Linked DNA regions of Rattus norvegicus: region 2 is linked to region 1. Evidence: chromatin contacts called from public Hi-C data. All regions are on one chromosome and are shown on one strand. Each heading gives the region's core, a stretch centred on a gene start, on an enhancer-like site or on the middle of the called end of the contact. The rest is flanking DNA. Distances are from core to core; before and after follow the strand shown.

Region 1 (7,406 bases), core at 1,396-3,895:
TATGCGCTTCTCTTAGATTCTAGGTTAATGCAAAACAACAACAATGACAACAAAAAACCCAAAGCAAAACCTAAAACCAACACACACACACACACACACACACACACACACACACACACACACACTAGCCACACAACAACCAGTTCAAAGCTCGCCAGTGCCATCTCACCCCACCCGGGGTGGGAATCTCTTGCTAGCATTTGTGCTTTAAACAAACAAACAAACAAAGATCCAGGGAGATAATGTGATTCTCAGCATAAAATTAGCTGACTGAAATCCTGGGTGACTGTTGCTTAAATCCATCCCCTAAAACTTTGCCTGTCCTTCTGGCAAATCGTAACCAAACAAAAATCAAAACAGAAGCCTATATTATGCATGTATGTAAAATGCACGCATCAAAAAGTAAGTGCAATCACACACACACACACACACACACACACACACACACACACACACAGAGGAAACGTGCAAACTCCTCGGCTAGGAAATGTCAGTGCACTCGTGAGAAGGTGAAATTTCAGCCCCTTTGATGAAGATACCATCTTTCACCCAAGCCCTGACAAAACCTTGGGTTCCTGTTAGACCCCTCCCTCGTCATTCAGTTGCTGGGCTCCATCTGGAGGTATGGGGGGCTCTTCCTCTCCATCAGAGCTAAGCGTTCCCAGACTCAACGCCAGCCCTGGGTTCCTGCAGAGCACTCAATGTGAAGTGTCCCAACTCTGCAGAGGGCAGCTGGAAAGGGATTTAAAACGGCAACGTTGACCAATCAGCACGGTCGCGCCCAAGCCGACATTTATACGTGCCTCAAGTACAGCGGAACCTAGCAGAGACTAGATCCTGGGTTTAGGGCTGTAAAGAAGGCGTTTTTATTCCAGGGTGGTCTATATCTTTGTAAGAAAAAAAATTCTTCACCGAGTGAACATTTTTATTTTGGAGTCAGTCCAACACAATTTTGGGTGTGATGTGTGAAAATCTGACCCTAAGATTTTCCTTTTCTTCCCCTTTCAGTTTTGTGTTATTCAAGGATGAAAAAGAGGTACATTTTAGAACGTTCTACGACTTTCAAAATCCGACTGTGGTCACGATGGTGCTCGCATAACTTAGAAACAGCCCAGACTATAAAATTAGGATTTGGCAGAAAGGAATTCTGAGGGAGAGGGTTAAAATAAAGGTAAACTTCAGGAAGAGCTAGGCAATTGGTGCGGAGGAGGGGTAAGGAATCTGTAATATTTTTTATACTCTATAGGCGTTCGAACATGGGTGCACAGCGTCTGCTCCAGTAGTCAGTCCCGGAGGGGAAAAAAGCTCCACGAAGAAGCTGGCACGCTCGATGTTCCTGTGTACGGTGTGCAAATGTGTGCATTTATTGAGAATGTAATTGCTGGCACCATCGTGTGCCTGGAAGTGTGGATGGGCAGGAGTTTTCGTGCGTGTTTACCAGTGAAGTGTGTGTGCGCGCACACGTGCATCTGCGTGCAAGCATGTCTGCGGTCACACCCGTGGGCGCGTGTATCTTCGTGCACGCTGTGTTTGTGCGCCGGCCCGTGCGCTCTGGGGTGAGGGCTCTTCTCAGTGGAGCAGAGTCGGGGATGGGGGGTGGGGTGGCGCTCCGACTCCTTGGCCACCCATTCCCCGGGGCTGAAATACTAGACAGCGGCGATTGACCCTGAATGCTTCTGGAAACTTCGGGCACGGCTCGGTGGAAGCGCAGGTAGAGGCCAAGCTTCCTAGGGTAACTCTGAGATGGTCATTTTCTCTTTCCTTCCTAGGACAACCGCCCAGGGGTGGCCTCCGGCGGCGAGTCTAAGCCCTGTCTCTTTAACCCCACTGCAGGCGGGAGCATGTGAGCCAGGGCTCCGGGTGGCACCCGGGCGCCTCCGCCGCCTCCGCCGCTGCCCAGGCAGTTGTGTTTCGAACGTTGCCTCTGGCCGGCGGCCAGGCGCCTCGGCTCGGCGGTCCGCCTGGCCTGGCCTGCCCCCTCCCCTTGCTTCTCCTGCAGCCCCCTCCCCTTTATCCACCCACGATCAGAGGTGGGCACTCCCCACTCCCGCCACCTCCTCCGCAAGTGCAAGCGCGCGTACACACACTCACACACATACACACACACCCGCGCGCGAGCACACGCACACACTCATCCCCCTTGGATCCGGGGCAGTAACTCAGAAAACTTGCATCCCGGGCTGGGCGCTCCGGGTGCAGAACGCAGAGGCCAGCAGCTTGTCCCTCTGCGTCTCGGCAGGGCCGCCGCCGCCGCCTGACCCCGCCACCCGAGGAGGCGCGGTGCCACCCACTGCTCTGTTCCTTGCTGGAGTAGAGCTGAGTGCCCCACTGGATCCCGGCAGAACCTTCCCACTCTCTCCTTGCTTTCTGACCGCACAGTCTCTGTTTCTGTCTCGTTCTGTCTCTTTGTCTCTGTCTCCCCGTCTGTCTTCTCTCTGTGTTTTTCTGTCTCTGTCCCTCTCCCTGTGTCTCTCCGTGTCTCTGTCTCCCTCCCCCCTCCTTTCTTCTCTCCCTCCCTCTCCCTCTCTCCCTCTGGGGTGGGGGAGAGGAGGAGGAATTCTTTCCCCGCCTAACATTTCAAGGGACACAATTCACTCCAAGTCTCTTCCCATTCCAAGCCGCTGCCGAGCGTCCCAGTACCCACAACTCCCGAGCCGTAGCGGAGAGAGGAACCCTCTCCACCTCCAACTCTCCCTCTCCCTCGCTTCCCGCCTCCTCTCGCTACCTCCACCTCCACCTCCACCTCCGCCACCCACCGCCCGCAGCGCCTCCTCCTTTCCTCCTCCTTTCCTCCTCCTCTCCTCCTCCTCCACTCTTCCTCCCTCCCCTCTCTCTTTTTGGCAGCTGCTGGACGTCCGGTGTTGGTGGTGGCAGCGGCGGCAGCCTAAGCAGCAGCAGCCCCCAGCGCGCGCCAGCTCGCCCGCTCTCGCCGCCCCTGCCCTCTCCAGCTCTCTCCATCCCGTCTCCCGAAAGGTGTTGGGCGGATCCGAGGCAGCGGAGGCCGAGCGGCTGCAGCGGCGGTACCGGCGGAGGCAGCGGTAGCGGCGGCGGGAGGCAGGATGAGCGCACGCGGTGAGGGCGCCGGGCAGCCGTCCACATCAGCCCAGGGACAACCTGCCACCCCGGCGCCACAGAAGCGAGGACGCGGCCGACCCAGGAAGCAGCCGCAAGTCAGTACGCCGGCGCGGAGGGGCCACTCAGCCCACCCGCGACGCCTCTGCCCCGGGGCCCCGCGACACGCCGGGCGACCGGAGCGCGGGAGCGCAGCGGCCACGGCGGCGCAAGCTAGCCCGCCCGCCACCCGGGTGTAGGTGGGCGGGAGACTGAGTCCCCCTGGCGAGTGAGCAGAGCAGTCTTCCCATGTCCCCGCGCAGTCTTCCCTTGTCCCCGCGCCCCAAGGCTCCAGGAGCTGGGGGTCCCGCGGCTCGCTGCAGCCACCGGGCGGGAGGTAGGGTCGCGCGAGGCGTGGACCGGGACTTTCGCTATTGTGAGCAGTCCTGGAGCGGCGCGGCGTGGCTGGGGGGACAACGAGCCTCTGGGGTCCCACGGATTAAAAGCGTCGCTTTGTCAGCCGCTTTTGGCGACCGGGCGACTGGGGCGTTCAGGAGGGTCAGGACGCGGCGAGTCGGAGGCTCTGAGTCCCGCGGCTTCCTCCAGCTTCTCGGGGCCGCCGTTCCGCAGGAGGCTGGTGCGCCTCGGCTGTCTCCTCGGTGCCCTCCCCACACTCCATGGCCCAAGGCTCGCGCCCTCCCGACAAAGAACGCGTGCGGAGCCTACTGCCCTCCGGTTGCTCCTCGGGATCTTTAAAAGCCCGCCGAGCTGCTGAAGCCTTCCGGGCTGGCGGGGAAGGGGAGCCCGGGGGATCCCAGGCCCCCGCGGGCCCGGGAAACGCGCTTCGCCCAGGGAGCTTTGGAAGGAGAGTGCACAGTAGCTAGGGTCGCTTCCCGCCAGGAGCCGGGTCCCCCGTTGGCTCCTTGATCCCGCGCCTCTGAGCAGCCTAAGTTTTAGCGTCCTCCTTGGCGAGTGGCTGGGGGCTGGGAAGGGATGGTCGAGGGGCACCCAGGACCCCGCGGAATGGAGGGTTTTGTCTGCGGATGCAACTAATTAAGCGTGCAGCCGGCTATTGCAGAGCTGTGCGTTGCGCTCAGGGCCGGGGGCGGGCGGGCGGGCGGGCGGGGGTTGGGGCGTCCGTAGTAATTTCCAAGCCTAGGGACGCGTCTATTGAGAACAGTTAAACTCCCTTCCCGGCCTTAAAAAAAAAAAATCTCATTTCTAATTTTGCTTTAAATCGCCTCCCTCGAGCGGATTAGAAAATAATCCTAAAGTCCCAAATTGCCCCCAAAGCGCTAGGTGGGAAATCGAAGAATGTTTGCTGGTGTGTTTTAGGAAAATGAGGAGTGTACCTTTTGGAAAACATCAAAGGAAACAAACTAATCTAGAGGCCTCCGAGTTTTCCCGCTCTGCCCTTAGCGACACTTTACAGTGCATTTGGATCCTGTTTTACACCTCCCAGGAAGTCTCCGCTCTACCCCCTTGCTCCCCACCAGCCACCCAGGTTTTCTGAATTCTACTAATCGTACCCCCTCCCCCAAAGTCTAAAGGAAAACGCAATGGGATCCGGAGGTGGCTGGGAGTTTTTACCTTTGAGTTAAGGCCGAGTTCACAAAGAAAAATGTGTTTCCGATGTGTTTGCTCTAAGTGCCCACTGGCGCTAATATCCAATGGAAGTTTCTAAGCACCCCCCTCCGCTATCCCCCTCCCCCGCTCTCTAGAATGAGAACTTCCATTGAGAACGCTCACGAGTTGTAATTAGGCTCATTTAAGCACCCAGTCTGAATGAAACAAGAGCAGATGATTCACCGGGGAGACGCTCAGCGTTCCCGGCGAATCTATCGTCGCATTTTCTTAACTGCTGACTGAGTATTGGCTACTCAACCTAGCACCCAATAAAGTAAAACGTTCATATACCTGGTGACCTCGTGGCTGTTTCAATTTCTCTTTCCCAGATACTTAGATTTTTCTCCCCACTACTCCGATTTTCTTCCCAGTCCACCCCTCCTCCGCCCAAGAGTTTCTTTCTTAAAAACGTTTTTGAAGACAACATGTTTATTTTTGTAAAAAAAAAAAGATATTTGAATTTTGACTGGAAACCATGCCTGTCTCTCCAAAAGGAAGTGGAGAATTGAAGCAATTATCTAGATAATTCAAGCAAAACCTCCCACCTCAGATTTACCATAATTATTTGGAAATTTTTAGGGGGTGTGGAATTATTCTGAGCTGAAGAGTTTGGATAATCGCTCCAACATTTCACTCAGAATGTGTGGGTTGAATCCTAAACCACCTGGAACACAGGCACATAGAGGTGACTGCAGGCCATGCATTTTTTTTTTTTTTTTGGTCTATCTTTCCAGCTATCCACGATTGTTTTTGTTGTTTGAAATGGGTAGTGGTACTCATATAAAAATGTTTGTTATTTCTGTGAGTTGCCAAGGGCATCATAGCCATGCAGACTTTACTTCGTAGCTCTAAAATCATATGCTTTTCTAGAATGGCTCTCCCAGGGTTTGCCGTCATTCCGATTTGGAGATACAACCCAGTTTTCACAGGGTAAATAGCTTCCTCCTTGAACACTGGGATTCAGACTATGGCTCTATGTTTTTCCCTTTGGTCAAAGCTGTACCACCACCATCCAACTATGCATTTACCGAATGACTTCCAGCAGGTTGGTTAAGCAGCATATGCAGAAGACACAGCCAGAGTCAGGATGGATTTCTTTCAGCCGGTCTTTAGCCACAACAGCTTGTCTTTCCTCTTTACAATCAGGAGCCAACCTGTGAGCCCTCTCCTAAGAGACCCAGAGGAAGACCCAAAGGCAGCAAGAACAAGAGCCCCTCGAAAGCAGCTCAAAAGGTGAGAGTTTCCAATGCAAGCTTTTCCAATGTTATCAATGACTTCCATGTACGTTTTTTCCATTCTAAATCTACAAATCTGAGGACTGGTCTCAGCTGGGTAACTCAAGACATTTTCCCTGTGTTTGTTATATGGGTCTTAAGCCCCCTCCCCCTTCCTGGGTTGAGGCTTAGCTTAAAAGCTTCCTGAAAATACAATGATTTTAGGCAAACAAAAAAGTCATCAAATAGTATAGCGCTTAAGGGGTGGGGGAGAATGGGGTGAGGGCTGGGGGAAGAAATGAAACTGTTAATATTTACACCCATGGTGAACTAGTTGAGAATAAATCAAAGCTAGAGATTTTGACACGTGGTGGTATTCCTGCAATTTCCTCTGGGGGGAAAATAATTGAGATTAATTTATTCAGTGCTTATTTACATGATGACTAGAAGCCAAGTCTCCCCCCCCCCCATTAATGTTAAGCACTTGCCAAATACATGCTAATTAAAAAGAAATCCAATTATGGGTCACTGAAAAGAGTTTCATGAGTTTCACAGCTTTAAATGTGGTGACAAAGTATGCTGTTTGGGTCAGATCTGCATGATATGGTGTCATAATTAGAAGAAACTTTCCCCTAGACCTGTTGTGTGACAATTTTAAATTTTTAAAACAAATATTTTATATATATTATATATATAAATATATATAAATAAATATATATATATTTAGTGGTAGTGGGGGATGCAATAGAATCCAATCAAGTGTGACAGTTTTTAAAAAACAGATTTTAAATTGCACCTTTAAAGTCATTTCATGTTGGTCATGTGTGGTAGCAAAGAGGAAGTATCTTCGAGTAAATAAATGGCTACAGAAAGAAAGGATGAAGACTATATGTCACCTTTTGGTCTTATAAAAAATTGGTGACAGTTTGCATCTTATTTGTGATTCTGTGTTGTCATCAAAAGTAATGGTTCAAAATGAGAAGTAAATCCCCCCACACCTTCTCAATAGATTGAACTATGCAACATTAGAAAAAAAAAAAGACTCTGTGCCTATCCTTGGGGAAATTAATCTCCTGTGTGTATTTTCGTGTTGAGAGGATTGCACTAACCACATTATATGGGGTGCTTCTCAGTGGTCCATGCCTGTCATAGGGACTGGTGATGTAGAAAGGCCACTTAGGACGTCATTATCACTTCTGGCTATTGAAAGAGCAGGTTTCTCTAACATTTGAATTAACTGCCTTTTAAACTTGAGCTCTGTAGTGAATATTTAACCAATTATCTCCCAGTCGTCTCTAAATAACCTTGCTATTTAAGTAACACATAATCTGGTATTCCTAGTAGGAGTGCTTTCTCTTTCTTCTATTTATAAAGGAACTAAAATAGGACTTTTTTTTTTTTACCCAAAAGATCCTGTGTTGTGTTTCTGTGACACTTATTTACTGTGTTCCCAGGGGCAGCACAGGAGTGTCTTGGTGGTAGGTATTGCAAATATGATGTGATCACTCTGAAACT
Region 2 (6,435 bases), core at 3,147-5,646, 100 kb before region 1:
AGCATCCTCAGAGAGATCTAAGACTTGCGGGTCTCAAAAGATAGAACTCTTCTTTGATATCTCGTTGCCTTCCTAATCCACGTCATAACACTGAGAATTATTTTGACATTACGGTTATAAACGCGGACTAGCTCACTTGCAAGAGTATTTCCAGACTTGGAATTTATTTTTTTCATGGACATTTTTCCATACTGAAATCAGAAGACTTCCTTCTTCTAACTCTCGGACACAAAGCCGTCCAGCATGTTGCTGCTTAGCCAGAGAGTGCTTCCCTTGGTTCTTGTACCCATGCCTGCTCTCCTGTTTCATTTCACCAAACATCTTGTATGGAATGACTCGCGGCCTCTTGAACCCCACTTACTCATTATGAATAAGTGCGGGCATATAATCACTTTGTTATGTCTTCAGTATCTCGCTGTCCGTGTATTTACATGTGGAGGCACATGTGATTTTTATTATGTTGTTTTCCCTTGGTTGTGCCTCTCCTAACAGTTAGGTATTATGTTATAGGTGGATGACTTATGTTACCTCTATGTCTTATTTTAGGGTTCTCTTATCCTTCCATTGTTATGGCAAATACCTAGGCAAAGCAATTTACAGAAGGAAAGGTATGTTTTTGGATGAATTTCTAAATTTTCAGTCTGTGGCTGTTTGGCTCCCTTGTTTTCAAGTCCGTGGTGAGGCTGAACAGTGAAGCTACTCATTTTATTGATGTGGGGAAGGTCGGGGAAGAGCAAAAGAAAGGGCCAGGTGCGATAAAAAGTAGACAACTTTCCCAAGACCCAACCCCACTTTCTCCAATTAGGCTCCAGTTCCTGAGTGTTCTACAGTCTCTCAGGAGCCCACTAAGTTACAACCCCACAAATGAATGAACACATTCATGGAGTAAAAGCCCCATGATCTAACTACCTTCTGAAGGCCCCACCTCTGAACAATTCTGTGTTGGAGATCATTGTTCAATATTTGAGGATTTGGGGGGGGGGATGTACAGTTAGAGACTTCAGAATCACAAGGGGTGACATTTAAAGGAAGCATTAGGTTGTAGAGGGTTGTTTTGATTACCCTAGATCTGTCACATTAACCACCTTTATCCTGAAAAGAATTTTCATCAGGGAAGGAATTGAAATTTAGAATATTTTGTAGATAGTATGAGTATTAGCCAATCAAAGTGATCCCTTTATTTACAAGAAAGAGCACTGCGTAAATGCTGGCCTTCTCCAAAGAGTCCTGATTTATCCAGTGACCCAATTCTAACAGGACAGTGTAGAATTACATCTCTTCACCTACAACAATGGTACCCACGTGTGGTGGTTTGAATGAGAGTGACCCAATGAGCTGACACTTGGATGCTCTGGTCCTTTCTCCCTAATATTATCAGGTGGGTAGGAGCTGTCCTTTCATGTCTAACACTTCCTGCTTCTGCTCTTGTCTTGGGAGCAGGCAGTGGTGTCATAAGAAAGAGAAGCATTCCTCTAAAGTGTCAAAGCCAAATGCCAGTGGGGTGGGAGAAGGTCCCCACCTTGAAGCAGCTTGGTAATGAATGTCGTTGGACTCATCTTCCCATGGTTTTCTCCAGTCACCTCATTACCTGCTGATGGTCATATGCCATTTCCAGATGAGAAGGATGCTATTGTCCCAGAGAAACTCAAAACCACCTACAGAACAAACATTTTTAATGTCTATGGACACACACCATTACTTCATGAAATTTCTCAGAGGGTGAAACAAACTCATTTAGAATAAAACAAAGCAGAACTGTTTTTATTAGAGTGAACAGTGAATGGAAACAGGAAAAAAATTAAACACCAAGTAATAAAAAATTTAAAAGTCAAGTGATTAAATTGAAAAATGTACTAATTTGAAATAGATACTCTATTTAATGTTTATTTCATATGGTATAGTTGTAAGCCAACAATTAGTGGAGCCAAAAAAAATTAGTAAGCCAAAACATATCCTTCTAAAGGATATGACTAGTTTAAAAAGAATGTCTTAATTTGCTACATTCCCAAAAGTCTTAGGAAACCCAGAATTCCTATATGTACTAGACATATTTATGAGAAAAACTGTCAATTTTATGAGTAATTTGCCAAGCCATTTAAAGGAAAGATGATTGTGTTAGCTTTATATGTTTGCTATAACAAACGTGGTTGTTTGAAAACAACAGAGAGTCCACAATGGTCTCATTTGGTACCCCGGGGCCAGCAGGGGCTTTTACCCACTGGAACAAAGCCAGTATCTTTGCCCTGCTGAGTTTTGCAACCCTGCTTGCTTGTCCCGGTTCATAATACTTTCTTCGCTCTTCAGAGGCTACACTGTCGCATCTGGTTTGCTTGCTGTTCCTTCTGTCTCTAGCCGTCTTTTGTGAATTCTTGACAGTGTATTTAAAGATAATCATTGGGATAATCCAGGCTAATGCCCCCACCCTTGCCTCATCTCAAGAACTTTAATATAGTTGGCAAAGTCTTGCAAAATCTCTTGGTTACAGGAAGCAACTTTCAGATGGCCCAGGACCCTGGATCCAAAGGGCTGGGCGTTATTATTTTTCACTCAGTAGAGCGGCACACATGTAACTCACGTAGAAGGCAGTTAGCTCCCAAATGGGCATTAGGTAATTAGATTAGTAGTTTAGACCACTGGCTTCTAAGATAGGAGTGCAGGAGACATATAGACAAATGACTGACACTTGTTCACCTCCATGTTAAGATCTGGAAAATAGACACCAACTCTCTTCTCTCCATGTTTCCAACAGGATTGTCATTCCTGGTTGTAATTACTGACATCAATATGTATGTTCTCTCTCTCTCTCTCTCTCTCTCTCTCTCTCTCTCTCTCTCTCTCGTTTTGAAATTCTGACCAGGAATTTCAGTAGACTTGCTATTTAATTGAGCTTTCTGCAATCCGTTCCTTAGATTTTTCTTGAGTGATGGTGGGGGTTGGGGAGGGGGGTTGATAGAATAGAGAGGTCTTACATCTCTTCCCCTTCAACCTGAACATCACGTTATGGTTTTGTGTGTGTCTCACTCCTGTTTTAAAAATATTTCCATGGAATCTGGAATAAACCATAGTTAAAATTCTGTGCTTCCAGGTCAACCTCTGAATAAATCAAACAGATGGCGGGCCAAGCTTTCTAAATGGCTGGAGATAAGCATATTCAATGGAACCTTGAAGAATCTCTTGCTTTCTGTAAAAACCGCATATTAATGATTAAAAATGCATTGCCCTGCAAACTCAGAAGTTGGTAGATCAGTCCCACCAGTGATTCTTTAGAAAATCATAGATGCTGAGAAGCTCAACTCTTCTAGTTAATTTCGGTAGCTTTCTAGAAGGAAAACAATTAAGTGTTTTGTTCTGTATGATGAAAAATATTATTGGGGCCCTCATCTTCTAATTCTACCCCAATAATATGTTGAAGAGACTGATCTCAGAACATAAAGCCTTTACTTCCACCCCCACCACCCCCAGACTCTCAGTTTAGGATTCCAAGTTATCGGTTGTCAAAGAGCAAGCGGAAAAGCACAAGGGAGAATGCTTCTCTTTCACACATGAATCACTCCTCTTCATTTCTGCTTAGAGTGCTCCCTCTTGGGGGCAGGTACAGCCTCCCATGTAATATCCTTCTCCCCCTCTGCACTCTTCAAATGAGACCGTTACCGGTGGAGTGCTACACCTGGAACCCTTCCAGTTCCGAGAACCCTCTTCTAAATACCATCCCAGGGATCTATCTCAAAATCACAAGACACCACCTCCTAAATAAACTCTTGCTCCTAAATAAAGTTGTTTATTTTGCTGTTAGCAAAAGTAAGGGTATCCTTTGCCCTTGAGTCACTTGGAATTTCAGTGTATAGTATTTTTTTTTTATAGATTTATTTATTTTATGTATGTGAGTGCACTGTAGCTCTCTTCAGACACACCAGAAGAGGGCATCAGATTCCATTACAGATGGTTGTGAGCCACCGTGTGGCTGCTGGGCATTGAACTCGGGACCTCTTGAAGAGCAGTCAGTGTTCTTAACCACTGAGCCATCTCTCCAGCCCATCAGTGTACACTATTGCTGACATGGTGCGAAAGTTCATCTCACCACACACTTCGCAGTTTCTTTCCTTAAGGGCGATGATCTGGGAACCCCCCAACTCTTTTCTAGTTACGCTGACCCTGTGTGGAGATCTCTTCCATGCCTCAGCCCACCTCCTTCTGTCCTTTGCTACCACCCCAGTCCTTGCTCCCAGGGCTTCTAGACCATGGATTTGTTTAGAGGGCTCCTTTCCAAAACAAAGAAGAAAATGCCTGTTCTCTTTAATAGTTTCATCGGACACTTGCTGCTTGTTAATGTTCAGACACCGGCAGCACTGGGAAGAGTCATTGCTTATGTCAACTCGTCAAGTAGCCTAAACAAGCTTGCTGGAGGCTGGCCAGCTCCGGACAGTCATTGACCACAGAGGCAATCTGGAAGGCCATTACAACTTGTGGAAGCCAGAGGTAACTCTGCTTCTCATCTAGCCTGCTTCCCAGGGATGGGCTCCAGAACCACCAGACATCAAGGCCAGAGGGGTTATGTTCAGTTGCAGACAAGATCTGCCTTCTCCTTTGGAATTAACTTGAGATGGATGTGCAAGCTACAGAGAAGCCAGAAGAAACCATCACTCTGACACTCAGCCACTGTGGGTTTACCGTTTCATTCTGTGGTCAAAAGGCACCGATAGGTTTTGTCCTTCTTGAGTTTTTGATGATTGGCTGGGTCTGTGAGGGTTCCCATCTTTAGATTACTGCAGGACTTCTTCAGAACGACTTTGGGGTTTCATTGAAGTCCATCTACTGCAGCCAGCCACCGGGACCTTCTTTACACATCAAACCAAACCAAGCTAAACCAAAAAGCCAAAAAAGCTTTATGAACATTTCAGCGAGATGGAGGATGAAAGACACTAAGTATGCCCTTCTGGCAAGAGCAGAAACAAACTGGGGGGAAGAAACTTAGAAAGATTGTAACCAGGGAATTTTTGCAGAATTGTCTTGCCTTCTGTCTCTGGCGTTTTCCTGGGGGTGGGCTGGGAAGGTCACTCTCCATTACATCTAAGGTCTAATTCTTGTTTTACTAATTATTTGAGAACTTTCGGTTAAGCACTTACTGTGTGCCAGGAGCTGTTCTAAAGTATCAGGAATTGGAAGATGAAGCCACAGTGATACTTGCCTCCAGGACAGAGAGACACTCAAAATAACTGCTAAGCTATGGTGAGAGGTGCAGACAGCTCCAGAACAGGAGCGCCTGGGAGAGGCTGGGAAGATGAGATTAAAGGGAATCCTGTTTGATGTGAATGTGAAGAGCTGTGGGAATTTGTTGAGTGAAAAAAAAATAAGCTCAGGAGAATGGGAGCGGAAAGTATAGTATCACAATCGAAGCCATAGCGGCGCAAGAGCAGTGGTGCGCATGACTGCTCAGAGAATTCTACACCCTCCCTTCCCTATCACTGAATGGGTAGGGCTTTTGCAGCTAGAACAGATGGGATTCGCCAGCAGCCGCTGTCACTCAACACTGGGCAATCCCTGCTTAGATTGTATTCTTTGCATGAAGGCCAATGACTGAACAGCTCATGAGAGAGAAGTAACGCTATCAGACTTGCAAACAGGTTCAAAAACAAAAACAAAACAAACAAAAACACTTCATAAAAACAAATGCATAGGCAGCGAGATCCTCCAAGGTAGTTGTAACCATCAGTACAGAGAAAAACCCCTCTCTCTCTGTGACGGTCCTTAGCTGATGTAAGGAGAGTTTCAAGCTGTATAGGTTTGGGTAAGCCAGTGGGAAAGAAGCTGAGGCCTGTTGTTTTCTATCCACAGCTCTCCCATTCTCGCTGCTCTTTTCCCCACCTCCACCGGCCAACAGGGGCTTCCCTGCTTTTTTAGACCAGTGAGCATACGGCTTCTCAGGACACACAGACACAGAGTAGAAAAATGAGACACAGACACCAGGCTGGAAAGGCCAGCAAAAGACACCCCTGATTCTGAATCAGACTCAAGTGAGAGACCTGCCTAAGGTGAGGAGTGACCAGAGAAGATGCCTGGCTTCAGCCTCTGCCTTCCACACACATGCACACACAGGTGGACACACACATAAGCACAAATATCTGTGTTCTCTTTTTCTACTGTTCAAGGAAAAAAAAAAGGATTTGCTTCAGGGTTCCCATGAATTGAGTAGAGATAGCTTGAGCCAAGATTTGATGCATCAATGAATTAATTTTCAATTTAGATTACTTCTTTCCCAAGAAAAATAATAAACCATAACGATGTAATGTTCTTACTGGGAATCTCAGAGCCATCCTAGAGAAGCCAGCGAGTACATCGTGGTACCCTAGTAACCACTGGCTGGTCCACTTGCTGTTATTCAAGGGGCCAGTGCATCTGAAGCCAAGCCAGCGGTGCCTTTGTAAAGCTGGTCAGTAT

Evidence for each region. A called contact is a pair of places that touch in the nucleus more often than the background predicts.
Region 2: a contact with region 1 is called in a Hi-C map of the A7r5 cell line, with 4 times the contacts expected there. The contact joins the enhancer-like site here to the promoter of Hmga2 in region 1. A contact is called at or near these places in 3 of 12 Hi-C or Micro-C datasets (the A7r5 cell line, the Rat2 cell line and Schwann cells).

The regions. Positions count from the first base shown.
Region 1 is chr7:57,875,580-57,882,985 of GRCr8, reverse strand. It overlaps Hmga2 (high mobility group AT-hook 2), which reads left to right and starts at 2,645. Exons shown (of 5, transcript NM_032070.2): 1 at 2,645-3,170; 2 at 5,824-5,910. The coding sequence starts at 3,060.
Region 2 is chr7:57,981,747-57,988,181 of GRCr8, reverse strand. No RefSeq gene overlaps it. Among named protein-coding and RNA genes, the nearest start is that of Hmga2, 100 kb to the right of the region's middle. Within about 2 kb of position 4,396, at least 27 of the 93 cell types and tissues checked have an H3K27ac peak or open chromatin away from gene starts, as enhancers often do. A contact at or near this core is called in the A7r5 cell line, where this site is marked.